Linked DNA regions of Sus scrofa: region 2 is linked to region 1. The links are chromatin contacts, called in public HiChIP or PLAC-seq maps. All regions are on one chromosome and are shown on one strand. Each heading gives the region's core, a stretch centred on a gene start, on an enhancer-like site or on the middle of the called end of the contact. The rest is flanking DNA. Distances are from core to core; before and after follow the strand shown.

Region 1 (6,723 bases), core at 2,519-5,018:
TGAAAACTGCGATGAAGAAAATGAAAACAGAGAGGATGGGAAGTGCTGAGAGGGGGCTGTTTTAGACTGAGTGCGGTGGGGGTTCCCCAAGGAGGTGGCATTTGAGCAGAGGTCTGAATAAAGGGAAGGAGCTCATTATGTGGATACTGGGGAGCCGGGTGAGGGTGGGGGTTGGTGGGTTGTCTTTGGGTAGGGGAACAGCAAGTAGAAAGGACGGTGCTTGGCAAGTTTGAGGAACGGCAAGGCAGGCAGTGTGGCTGACTCTGATGCCAAGTGAAACAAGGAGCTACTGGGGCTTTTAAGCCAAGGACCTGCCATGACCCGGCTTAGTTTTACCAGGATCCCTCTGGCTGGCGTTTGCTCTATAGAAGCCAGAAGACAGTCAGGAAGCTGTTGCCATCCTATAAATCAGAGAGGGTGAAGCCTGGTCGGGGTGGAGCTGGTGTAGGTGTTCTTTTCAGCACAGCATCTCAAGGGGGAGTCTGTGGGATGGGCTGAGGGATGGGAGATGGCGTGTGACAGAAAGAGAGACTTGCAGACCAGAAAACGTAGCTGAGCTGTAAGTCCCTTACAACCTCATATTCCAGGATACCCATCAGGGCCAAAGAAAACACCCTTTTCTTGGACACTTGGCCTTTTGGCCTAGAAAGATGCCTTGCCCCGGTTTCTAGTTGAGAGGCCAGGGCGTGTGAGCGGCCCTCTCTGCTCCCCAGCGTCTTGGCTGTGAATTAGGGACGGTCATGTCTATTCCACCATCCTCAGAAGGAACTCTGGCGTTCAGGCAGCTCAGGCTTAGGGATTATTAGCTATGTCATAGTCACCTTCAGAGTTAACTTTATGAGTCAGCTGAGTTGCCTTTGGGGCATCGTTAATAGATTCCAGGAAGCTCCTCTGCCCAAAAGTCTCCCTCTAGCAGCCTCTCATGTTGAAAGAATTTCACAATTAGCCTGATTCTGCCCCATTCAGGCACCGTGGACCCCAGACGTCCTCCTTTAAAACAGAAACTCTAACGCAAGCTACTGTCAGTTATTTGCCATTTTAGATGAATTTGCATACCACGTCACCTTCCTGCCATGAGAGCTGGCTTCAGCTTGAATGGGAGGAGGGAAAGAATAAATAGGGGTAGGGGGTGTCACCGTTGGGGAGCTGCTAAGTATACCGCAGGCAGATTGAGGAGCTCCCTTGCCGGGACAGCCTCTGAAAATAAAATGTCTGTGGTGATGTATTATCCAGATTTGCCTCACAACATGGTGTTTCTCTCATCTAATGAAAAATGGAGTCCTATTAGGGCATCTACTTGAAAGAATGACAGCAATACTGTGGAAGCGAACTGCTCCAGAAGGATGCTGAATTTGTAGAGAATCACATGCCTTCACAGACCTTTGGCTTGCTTTGCTTAAACAAACTTGCCCCAAGGATTGCACACCTCTCTAATTCTGAGTGTTCCCTGCTTTACATCAGCTTTTTAAAGAGTCTTTTCCCTCTAAATACTTCTTGAAGTGCCATGGGGTACTGACATGTAGTCAGAAATAATTGAGTGGGGTGTCCCCACCATGGCAGGAATCCATGGAGCTGGGCTTGGGTGCTTCCACAAAGGTGCCCTTAGGACCAGAAGTCTGTCCCCATTGCCCTGGCTGTCACCATGACCACTGCCTCAAATCCTGCTGGTGAATTCGGAATACCTGCCAGTGCCCTAAACTGGAAGCCCTTGTCACCTTCCTGCTCAGCAAAGAGAGAACACACAGGGTGACATTCAGCCTGAAGTTCCCCAGCAGATTTGCTCTACTTCGTGGGGCTTCCTTGGCTCCCTTGGAGGTTCAGGGGCCAAGCAAGACACCTGTTTACCCACTCTTGACAGTTCTTCCCATGCTCTGTGTCTCCACCTTTGAAACTCTGCTGCTGCCTCCTCTGCGCTACGACCACCTCCTCAAGGAGGGGCATCTCTGTGTCCAAGCCAAGGTCACCAGGATTCAAAGGCAGAAAATGCCACTGCTGTGGCACACCCACTCAGGGACCCCACCTCAGAGTTACTGGAGTCCCAGTATCTTCCTACCACTGTAGGGGCACCATTCTTCCAAGTCACATCCACTGCGCCTTTCTCCAAGGCTGCAAATGTCCCCCTGGGCACCTGGGTCAGGACAAGTTCTGGGATCCACTGAGAGACCACCTGTAACCCCCACTCTCCACAAATGTCAACCTTTACTCCTGGGACTGCAGTGCCACTTTCCCTCTTCCCTGAAGACACCCGCCCCTCTACCATCCACCTCCATCAGGGAGCAGGCTCATTGTGCAGGCTCCGGTTTGCAGTGCATGGATAGCCAGGGTTCCGGTCTTTGCTCTGGAGGTTCCTAAGCCCTCCTGTTGAAAATCAGTAGAGACAAATGAGTGCATTGGGAAAGGGAGTGCTCTACCTTCCTCCCTCAAGCTCCAGAACCACTGTTTACACCCAGTCAGTCCTGGACTCTCTTGATCTAAGCCACATCTGAACCTCTTCCCTTTTCTGCCCTGAAGAGACAAGAAACAGTACCTCCCATGAAGCTCCAAAGACTAAAACCTCATCTCTCCTCCCCACATCTCTGCTCAAGCAACATTGTAAATGGTTGAATTCACATATTTAGCTGATACCAGCGGTGAACTGGGAGTTCCTAAATGAAAATCAGAATTATTTACAAGTTCAAAATGGGGAGGTGTTTTTAGTGGTTGCATGTAAATGCTCAACACTCCCAAACAGGGTAGGACCTTGCTGAGGAGACAGGCTGTGAAACATGGGCTACCAACATCTTTCCTCAAGATAACATGCACTGTGAAACGTTTCTCCTTCTAGAAGTAATACTTATTGGAGGAAGTAGAAAAGTACGGGAAGATATATTAAAGGAAATAATCAACGGTCTACCATCCACTTCTGAAAGGGAACCGTGGGTGATAGTTTAATCCACTTCCTGTGAAGTTATGTAACATAAACTCATTTCATTTTAGAAAACATAATCTAATATAAAGGCGTGAAATACATAAAGGTATATTTTAAAAAGATAGTAGTATTGTCTGTGTTTTGTATACACACAACCTACACAAACTCATATATAAATAAGTATGTATTTTCAGTAAGTATAATAAGTGCACACACACTTATTATTTTATTGTGAGCATTTACTCAGGCGATTAGGAAATGATGATTTTGCATAGCAGCATTCCATCTTGTGGGTGCAACAGAATTGATTGAACAGTCTTCCCATTGGTTGATATGAGGTCACTTTCCAGTTTGTTATTAGCACACAGTGCCTCCTCTCTTATCCCTAGGGAGGTAGGGCATATTCTTAGGAGCATAACTTCTTTCTCAAGGGATATGTATTTGGCATTTGGGGATATGAGGCCATGCAGACAGCCGGTGGTCCTGTGGTACCTGGGTTCTAGGCGTGTGGTGGGGCTAGAGAGCAGGTGGCTGCTCATAGGTCAACTTTTGCTTCTCTTTCTGATGGGGGGGGATCCAGACACCCAGTTCCTAATGTTCCTCTCAGTTGAAGTGGATGCATAACCTGGTCACATCATGTACCTTTCCCGCTTCAGTTTCCTTATCTGGAAAACTAGAACAATCTCATCTTTTTGTAAACTGTAAACTACTATACAAGGATGCGGTATTAGTTTAAGCAGACGACGTGCTAATAGAGCTACAGCAAATTCATTGGTGCTCCGCCTCAGAAAGCTGGTTTTGCTGTCTCGATCCACCGTTCATCACTAATTATTATGCAACTTAGACAAGTTACTTAACTTCTCTTTTCCTCCACTTCCTCTTCTGTAAAATGGACAGCAAAAGCACTTACCTCATAGGTAAGGATTAGGTTAGGTCATGCACTTGAAGCATATCATATACATTGGTTACTACTATTATTATTATTATTATTGTTATTCCTTATTATTAGGCAGTGAATTTAGACAGCGTGAAACTGGAAGGTCATTGACCTCCTGTTGAATGTTCTTGAAGCACTGGTGGTGGGAGGATGGCTACGTCAGGTAGTTACAAATGTTATCAAGATACCAGAGTCACTTTCTTCAAAATGCCAGTCAAATGAGTAAAGTCAGTGTTTTTCAAAATGTGCGCCAGAGGTTATCAGCTGTGCAGTGAGTCCCAGGGACCTAGTGGGGGCCATGTGCTAATCATGTCCCAGGTCCCCTGCAGTCAGCTGTTACTGTGTGATCTTGTGGGCTGTGTAGTCTCCGTCTCAACCACCCACCTCTGCCACTGCTGCACAAAAGCCACCGTAGGCAATATGCAAACAAACGCATGTGCTGTTCCCCAGTACAACCTTACAGAAACTTGCTGTCCTTTGCCAGCCCCTGGATTAGAGCTTGGCAAGCAAGGAAGAGTTGGGTCACATTGTCAGAAGGGCAGAAATTGCTGGATAGGAAGGACCCTGTGGACCTTAGCGTGAAGTCTGCTTTTCACCTGAAGAGCAGGAGGAAAGTCTTTCAGAGGGCTTTGCAAAGGGTATGACCTGGTGTATGTAAACCCAGCCCTCATTCAACCAGTATTTCAGCTTTTTAGCACCATGTGAACCCCTGGTCCCACTTTATTCCTTCCTCTGTGGCATCTCCTCCTGGGGAAATTCAAAGCAAGCTTCTACCTAAGAGAGTATCTTCAGCAGCCAGATGCCGAGGCACCTCTTGAAGCCCCACTGATAACCTCAGCCTTAGTGCTAATCTGCAGGCAGAGTTGGAACCCCAGATCTCAGTCCACACCCCTCTCCTCCTGTCAGATTTACACTAAATTCAAGAGATTAACATAGTAAGTCAGAAGCCCAGCTTAGCAACTCTCAGTGAAAAACAATCGCCCCACTGACACGCCTGCGCTGCAAGAACACAACAGGAGCCAGCATCGTCATGGTTGGCATTTGTTAACAGCGTGCTGAGCAGAGCGCGAGGCCCTTAACGTGATAACCTCGTGTAATCCTCACCACACGCCTATCAGGTAGGAACTGTGGTTAAACCCCCTTACGGAGAAAGTCAGAGAGTAAGTTGTGAGATGACAGATCTGGTGAGTGGTATTGCTGGGCACTGAATCATGTGGTATAAATCAGAGCCTGGGCTCTTGGCTGCTGCAGCTCGGTGTCCTACAGAAGGCAGATGTGCTCTGAAGGCTGGGGGTGGACGCTGAATCCATGAGGGGAAGAAAGGCAGGAACTCCAATTTTAAGGTGCACCCGATTCACCGAAGAGTGATAATGCCAGCCGGTCCTCAGCTCAGCAAGTCCTTTGGTCACCACCCTCTGCCCACCTCCACACTGACCATGGCCTCCTACCCTGGGGACAGGAATCCCCACATCCTGTTCTCTCCTGGATGGAGCCTGAGAAAGCACGGCTGAGTTTTGTTTTGCCAACTTCTTTTTCCTTCTGTATCTAGCCTTCGCGGCCGTTCTGCCCCTTTAGATGACTTTGCATCTATTTTATGTGAATTTCATAGTCAAACTATGAGAGTAATTCGTTCCACCCCACCCCGCCATCAGGGCCGTCCCAAGGTGGATTAGTCATCGCCACCTAGTAAGATGCAGAGGGCTTATTTATATCCTCACTGTTGAAGAAGGAGGAGGGGGAGGGAGAGGGGATGAGGAAATAAAAGAAAGAAAAACGGAAAGGAAAGAAGGGAGGAAGACGGGAAGAAAGGGGGGAGAGAGAAGCCATATCCGGCATGGACTGGTCAGTAAGAACACAGTGTGTCCCACTAAATAATGAAAAGCCAACACTGCAGACCAAGGCTCTTCCTCGAGGGTAAGAAATACGACACTTGGCAAGGTGTGCTCCAGAGCTCACCGAGGTGAGCGTCTTAACGCCTGATCTCCTGCAGAGAACGCAGAAATGAAGGGAAAGACCTGCTCTGGTAACGAGACAGGGCCCGTGTGAGGTATGCATTCCATCCCCACAAACAAGTCAAATCCTACACTCGCTAGCATGGATGCTCCACCCACCCAACAAGTGAGGTAGTGGTGGTGGGTCTTCACCGGGAAAGGCAGGAGTACACGGGAGCTCCACAGGTAGCCCAGATCACAGCTGCTGAGGGCACCGCAAGAGCCTGTCCATCTCTCAAAATGACGAACTTGTTCCTTGGAGGCAGGATTTGACCCACGAATTAGCGTACCCCAACGTTTTAACAAGCCTTGTTTTTTCCAAGTGCTGCTCCAATGAGCAGATGAGTTTTCATGTGGGAGTTTAAAATTAGCCAGAGTCGTAACAGTCAAGTCCTTTCCACTTAGCTCTCCCTTGATCCCTAACTGCTCTTGATCGTAATCTACGTGAACTTTGACTTCTCACCTAAACTGCAGCACGTGTGTTTTTACAGAACAAATATTAATGGGATAACTCCTGTGCTTTATTATTTTAGCTGATTTGTATCCATATATCAACATTCCAAAGACAATAGGAAGCATATGTTGTTGGCTTTTAGTAATTTTTTCTCTTTTGTTATTACACGTGACATAAACATCACATAACAAACTTCACCACTTTAAAATATACAATTCAGGAGTTCCCGTCGTGGCGCAGTGGTTAACGAATCCAACTAGGAACCATGAGGTTTCGGGTTCGGTCCCTGGCCTCGCTCAGTGGGTTAAGGATCCAGCGTTGCCGTGAGCTGTGGTGTAGGTCGCAGATGCGGCTCAGATCCCTCGTTGCTGTGGCTCTGGCGTAGGCCCATGGCTACAGATCCAATTAGACCCCTAGCCTGGGAACCTCCATA
Region 2 (6,682 bases), core at 2,755-5,254, 130 kb before region 1:
ACTTCTTGGACTTGGAAGTCCAATTCAAATTGCTTTCCTCTTCTCCCAACGCCCCCAATGTGATCCATCACTCCCCTGCATTTCGATAGTACCTCGTATCTCCAGTTTTAATAGAATGCCACCTGCATTCTTCGCCAAATAGCAACTGAAGTTTCTCTACTACCTTTGCAAAATAACAAACTGATAATTGAGCAGGTACTCAATGTACCAGCACTTAAATGGACTGTCACTACTCACCAGAAGTGCTTCTATACAGCGGCTCCTTGCAGTAGAATGTGGTCTGAAGGAAATCTGCATTGTTGGGTTTCTTTTATTGCATGACATCACAATGAAGGACCTTTGTCTAACCCAAAGGGGAACCAAAAGACAGAACCTGTTAACACTTGGCCTCTCAGATAAACTCCACCCCGTGTACTTAAAAACCATATAGATTTCCCACCCTCTTGCACCTCACTCTCCTCTCTAACCAAAACCCTCTGTGTGGCAATGCAGACAAGTTATTCTCTATTAGACTATATTCTGTTGGTTAAAACACTTTTTTGCACATCAAACTGCCTAGAGCTATGCACTGCAAAGCAGGCTCATCTAAACATGCCCAGAAATCAGTTCTGATATTTCCTGCTGCTGTATATCCTCTACATCATTTTTTTTAAGTTAATGAGTGTGTACAATTCAGCATAAGTAACGCTGTTCAGGTAGTTTCCATTGTGGCTCAGCAGTAACGAAGCCAACTCGTATCCATGAGGATACAGGTTTGAACCCTGGCCTCTCCTAGTGAGTTAAGGATCCCCCATTTCCATGAGCTGTGGTGTAGGTCACAGATGCAGCTCGGATCCAGCATTGCTGTGGATTGTGGTGGCTGTGGTGTAGGCCGGCAGCTGTAGCTCTGATTTGACTCCTAGTCTGGGGACTTCCATATGCTGCAGGTGTGGCCCTAAAAAGAAAAGAAAACAAAACAAAACAAAACGCAAAAGTAGTGCTGTTCCCTTTGAGGTTCAGAGAAACTATGGAAGTAGGGAGCAGTAGGAAAAACACTGGACTTGGAGTTCCCAGGAAGATACTGCTGTAAACTTGGGGAAAATCCTGAGATCCTTAGAGCCTCACTTTCCTCATCTTCAAAAAGGTGATGACGTCACTTCCTTGACCTCTCCCATTTGGCTCTTGGGAGGATCAAATGGGCCAGAGGCTGTGCTAGCATTTGACAAGTATAAAGCTGTGTTCCAACACTCCGTGCTGTCATGATTATGAAGAGGAATCAGCACAAAGCTGTTAAACATTTCCCTTCCCATGAGCATATATCCTTTGAAGCTATTATTATCTTCTCATGTAGACTCAGTTCTTGTGAAGCACGCCCGGTAACCCACTGAGGACATTGTTTTTATTAGACGGCTAGGATTAATTCACATGAGTGAAATTTATCCTCTTCCTTCATTGTCTTTCAGCATCACCCAAAACTCTTATCATTTTTTAACTGAGATACAACGAACATATAAGATTGTGTGAGTTTAGGGTGTACAACACCTTGACTTGATACATTAATACTGCAATATAATCACCGTCATAGTGTAAGCTAACTCCTCCATTGGTCACACAATGATGTCTTTTTTGTGGTGAGAACATATAGGAGAACACTATAATCTCTTAGCAACTTCAAAATACATGATATGGTATCCTTAGCTATAATCACAATGCTATGCATGCATTTGATGTCCAAAATTTATTCATCTTTGTACTCTTTGACCAACATCTTCCCAACTCTTATACACCAGGACCCTGGTAACCATCATTCTACTCTCTGCTTCTCCAAGTCCTGCTTTTTTAGATTCCACAAATAAGTGACATCATACAGTATTGTCTTTCTCTTGTCTGACTTCTCTCATTTGGCATAATACCCTCAAATTCCATCCACATTGTCACAAATGGCAGGATTTCCTTCTTTCTCATGACTGAATAATATTCCATTGTATATGTGTACATATATACCACACCTTCTTGATCTATTCATCTGTTGATGGACACAGGTTGTTTCCATATTTTGACTACTGTGAATAATGCTGCAGGAAACATGGGAATGCAGATACCTCTTCAATATCTTATTTTCATTTCCTTTGCATGTATACCCAGAAGCAGGATTGCTAGATCATATGGTAGTTCTCTTTTTAATTTTTTGAGGAACTGCCATACTGTTTTCCAAGGTGGTTGCACCAATTTACATTCCCATGGTGATTACACAAGAGTTCCCTTTTATCCACACCCTCCTCCAACCTTATCTCTTATCTTTTTGATAATAGCCATTCTAACAGGTGTGAGGTGATATCTCATTGTGATTTGATTATAATTTCCCTGATGATTAGTGATAATAATTTAAGTACCTTTCCATGTATGCATTGGCCAGCTGAATGTCTTCTCTGGAAAAATCTCTACTCAGTTCCTCTGCCTATTTTTCAGTCAGTATGTTTTTTGTTATTGAGTTGTATTAGTTTTTCCTATATTTTGGATATTAATCCCTTATCAGAACTATGTGTTACAAATATTTTCTCCCATTCTATAAGTTTCCTGTTTATTTTGTTGATTGTTTTATTTTCTGTAGAGAAGCTTTTAAGTGTGATGCAGTCCTACTTGTCAATTTTTGCTTTTATTGTCTGTACTTTTGGTGTAATATCCAAAAAAATCACTTTTTACCCTATGTTTTCCTCTAGGAGCTTATATCTTCAGGTCTTATATTTAAGTCTTTAATTAATTTTGAGTTAATTTTGATGAGCGTGTAAGGAGTTTAATTTCTTTTTCTGCATGTGGTTATTCAGTTTTCCCAACATCACTTTTGAAGAGACTGTCCTTTCCCCATTGAGTTTTCCTTTATCCCCTTCAAATTTAGTTGACCATCTATGAGGGGGTTTATTTGGAGGTCCTATGATTTTGTTCTGCGCATCTATTTTTATACCAATACCACAGTGTTTTGATTGCAGTGGCTTTGCAGTATAGTTTGAAATCAGGAAATGTGATGCCTCCAGCTTTCTTTTTCTCCACAAATTGAGTACAGAAAGAATATACTCCAACATAATAGAGGCCATATATCACAAACTCACAGCTAATATCATACTTATTGATGAAAGGTTGAAAGCATTTTCTTTTAAGATAGGGAACAGGCAAGGATTCCCACTATCACCTTTTCTTAATCAACATAGTAATGGAGTTTTAGGGCAATCAGTCAAGAAAAAGAAATAAAAGGCATCCACTTGGAAAGGAAGAAGTACAATTGTCTTTAGTTGCATACCGTACAATCAAATATAGAAAATTCTGAAGACTCAACCAAAAAATTGTTGAAATTAAGCAATGAATTTAGTAAAGTTATGGAATATAAAATGAACATACACAAATAAGTTGCATTTTTATATATTAATAATGAAATACAAAGTAAAACAAATATGATAACCACATTCACAATAGCATCAAAATTAATAAAATACTTAAGAATAATTTTTAACCAAGAAAGCGAAAGGTCTGTACAATGAAAACTATGAGACGTTGATGAAAGAAATTGAAGAATATGCAAACAAATGGAAAGTTATTTCATGTCTGTGGAGCAGAAGAATTATTATTGTTAAAATGTCCATAATGGAGTTCCCTCTGTGGCACAACAGGTTTGGTGGCATCTGTGGAGCACTGGGACACAGGTTCGACCGGCACAGTGGGTTGAGGATCTAATGTTGCTGCAACTGTGTTACAGATCGCAGCTCTGGCTTGGATCTGACCCCTGGCCCTGGAGCCCCACATGCCATGGGGCGGCCGAAAAAGAAATGTCCATACTACCCAAAGTCATCTATAGATCCAGTACATTCTCTTTAAAATTTCTCAGATTACTAATAATTTGAAGCATTACTTCTCTTCACATGTGTAGTCATAATTCAAGTTTCCTCTTCTGTAAATGGCCTTCCTGTATCCTTTGACTACTTTCCTATTGGGGTTGCTGCCCTTTTTTGGTTTGCAGAAGTTACTTGTGTTATTCATGCAGTGGGGTTTTGACATTTTGAGTATTTTTCTCCTATTTCCTTCTGTGTAATAGATGTGTCCATGGTGACCTCTTTGAACAGGAAGCCTTAACGTAGATAAACTCAGAGTCATCAGTACTTTGCCTTAAGATTTTTGCATTTGAAATTTTGCTTGAAAAGATTTTCCCTGCCCTTGAGTCACCAAGATATCCTCCTACATTGTGCTCCATTAACTTTATGGTTGTACTTTTTTCTCTTAAGTCTTTAATCCATGTGGAGTTCACATTTGTATGATATATGAGGCAAAGATCCAGTTTTATTTCTGCCTCTATAGTGAGCCAGTTTTCCTAAAGTAAGCTGCTAGGTACTATTTGTAATATCCTCTTCATCATATTTTGGTTTCCACATACACATATGGATCTGTATCTGAATTCTCTGTCCTATTTCATAGGCCTATTTATCTGCTTTATTGTTTGTTTGGTTTTTTCACCAATGCATCACTGTTTTTGTTACTATGGCTTTGTTATATGTTTCTATATCTAGAAGGACAAGCTCCCTTTCTATTTATTTTTTAAACTTGACTTAGCCATTCATAAACTCTTATTCCCCAAAAAGAATTTTAAAGCAAGTTGTTATCACATTCCTCAAAAAAGTCTAAGAAGAATTTTTGTTGGAGTTGCCTTGACTTTATCAATTAAGTGGGAGAATTGATGCCTTCCTAGTATAATATTCAGTTGGCTCATCCAAAAGCATAGAATTTTCTTCATTTATTCAGATCATCTTTTATGTCCCTTATCAATATTTTAAAGTTTTCCGTTTTCTCTGTAGATATCTTATACATTATTGATTAGGATAATTAATTAACTCTTACATGTTTAATTTCTTGATAGTGCGAATGATGTATTATTATTTATTATGTCTTCTGAATGGCAGTTGCTACTTCTAAAAAAAAATTGATCTCATAGTCAAAGATCTCAGTTCTTTCTCTTACTGGTTCTATTAGTCTGTCTTTTGAATCTGTTGGGTTTTCTAGATGAATGATCATATCATATGCAAAGGAAGATAATTTTATCTCTTACCTTCTCTATTAGTCAGCTCTCACTAAGTTATGCTACCGAACAATCCCCAAAGCTCAATGACTAATAACAGTAAAACCTTATTTCTCACTCATGTAACATGTTGAATATATGTTGTCTTCAGCTCTGCCTTAATCAGGGACATTCCATCCTATACCAGAGAAAAAGCACTAGGCAGCCAGCTAATCCACACAGTGGCTCAAAGCTTCTGCTGAGAACTGGCGCAGCATCAAATCCATTCACATTCATTGGCAAAAACAAATCCCATGGTAAAGCCTGATGACAACAGGGTTTTAAGCTCTGCAAACTACATGGCAGTGGCCAGGCAAGTGTGCCTTCCCTTGCAGGGAAGTGGGTAATAAATGTGAAACTGGAGTTCCCATCGTGGCACAGTGGAAACGAAGCCAACTGGGAACCATGAGGTGGCGGGTTTGATCCCTGGCCTCGCTCAGTGGGCTAAGGATCTGGCATTGCCGTGAGCTGTGGTGTAGGCCGCAGATGTGGCTTGGATCTGGCATTGCTGTGGCTGTGGTGTAGGCTGGCAGCTGTAGCTCCAATTCGACCCCTAGCCTGGGAACCTCCATATGCCACAGGTGCAGCCCTAAAAAGACAAATAATAAAAAAAAAAAATAATTGTGAACCAGAGTATAATCTACCACCCCTTCTAATCCTCATTGTTATTATTTCTTTGTGTTTTCTTTAGCTTTTTTCTGCTTTTTGCTTTTTAGGACCACATCTGAGGCATAAGGAAGTTCCCAGGTTACAGGTTGAGTCGGAGCTGCAGCTTCTGGCCTATGCCACAGCCACAGCAATGTGGGATCCAAGCCACATCTGTGAACTATACCGCAGCTCACGGCAATACCGGATCCTTAACCACTGAGCAAGACCAGAGATTGAACCTGCATCCTCATGGACACTGGTCAAGTTCATTATCCGCTGAGCCATGACAGAAATTCCAGCTTCTTTTTTTTTAGCCAACTTCTAGTGATAATAGTAACCATCTTTGTCTTACTTTTATCTTAAAGAGAATGAATCTCAAGTTTCTCCATTTAGTATAATACTTACTATAGGTTTTTAGAATAAATAACCTTTATCAAGTTAAGAAATTCTCTGCTATTCCTAGTGTAAGAGTTTTAATCAAAAATCTGAATAGAATATTATCAAATGTGTTTTTATCATGATTGATATCATCATATAATTTTCTCAATTAGAATGTTAACATACTAACCTATATATGTTAATTCCTATATATATATGAATTTCCTCTGTTGAGACATCTTGTATGCCTGATATAAGCTGTATTTATCTTAATGTATTATTTTTAAATCTACAGTCAGATTAGTTAATATTTTATCTAGGATTTTTGAATCTATGTTAATAAGTAAAATTAGTCTATTTTTATGTATTTTCCTTATCTAACTTTGGACTAAGGTTTTGCTAGCTTCATAAGGTGATATATGTAGATTTTTCTGTTTTCTACTTGCTAAAAACTTGTGTGAGGTTCAAATGAATATTCCTGAAAAGTTTGGTAGAACTTTCCACTAAAACCATCTGGGCCTGAAGTTTTTTGAGAAAAACAAGTCTTTCTTTATCTTTTCAAATCATTCAGTACACACT

Evidence for each region. HiChIP or PLAC-seq counts read pairs in DNA pulled down with a chosen protein or histone mark.
Region 2: an H3K27ac HiChIP or PLAC-seq map of alveolar macrophages shows a contact between it and region 1, with 2.4 times the contacts expected there. The contact joins two enhancer-like sites. A contact is called at or near these places in 2 of 2 datasets of contacts at active chromatin or transcription factors (alveolar macrophages and skeletal muscle).

Annotation. Positions count from the first base shown.
Region 1 is chr2:144,948,791-144,955,513 of Sscrofa11.1, reverse strand. It overlaps a transcript of NR3C1 not described here. Among named protein-coding and RNA genes, the nearest start is that of NR3C1, 22 kb to the right of the region's middle. Within about 2 kb of position 3,768, at least 3 of the 83 cell types and tissues checked have an H3K27ac peak or open chromatin away from gene starts, as enhancers often do. A contact at or near this core is called in alveolar macrophages, where this site is marked.
Region 2 is chr2:145,079,468-145,086,149 of Sscrofa11.1, reverse strand. No RefSeq gene overlaps it. Among named protein-coding and RNA genes, the nearest start is that of NR3C1, 150 kb to the right of the region's middle. Within about 2 kb of position 4,004, at least 2 of the 83 cell types and tissues checked have an H3K27ac peak or open chromatin away from gene starts, as enhancers often do. A contact at or near this core is called in alveolar macrophages, where this site is marked.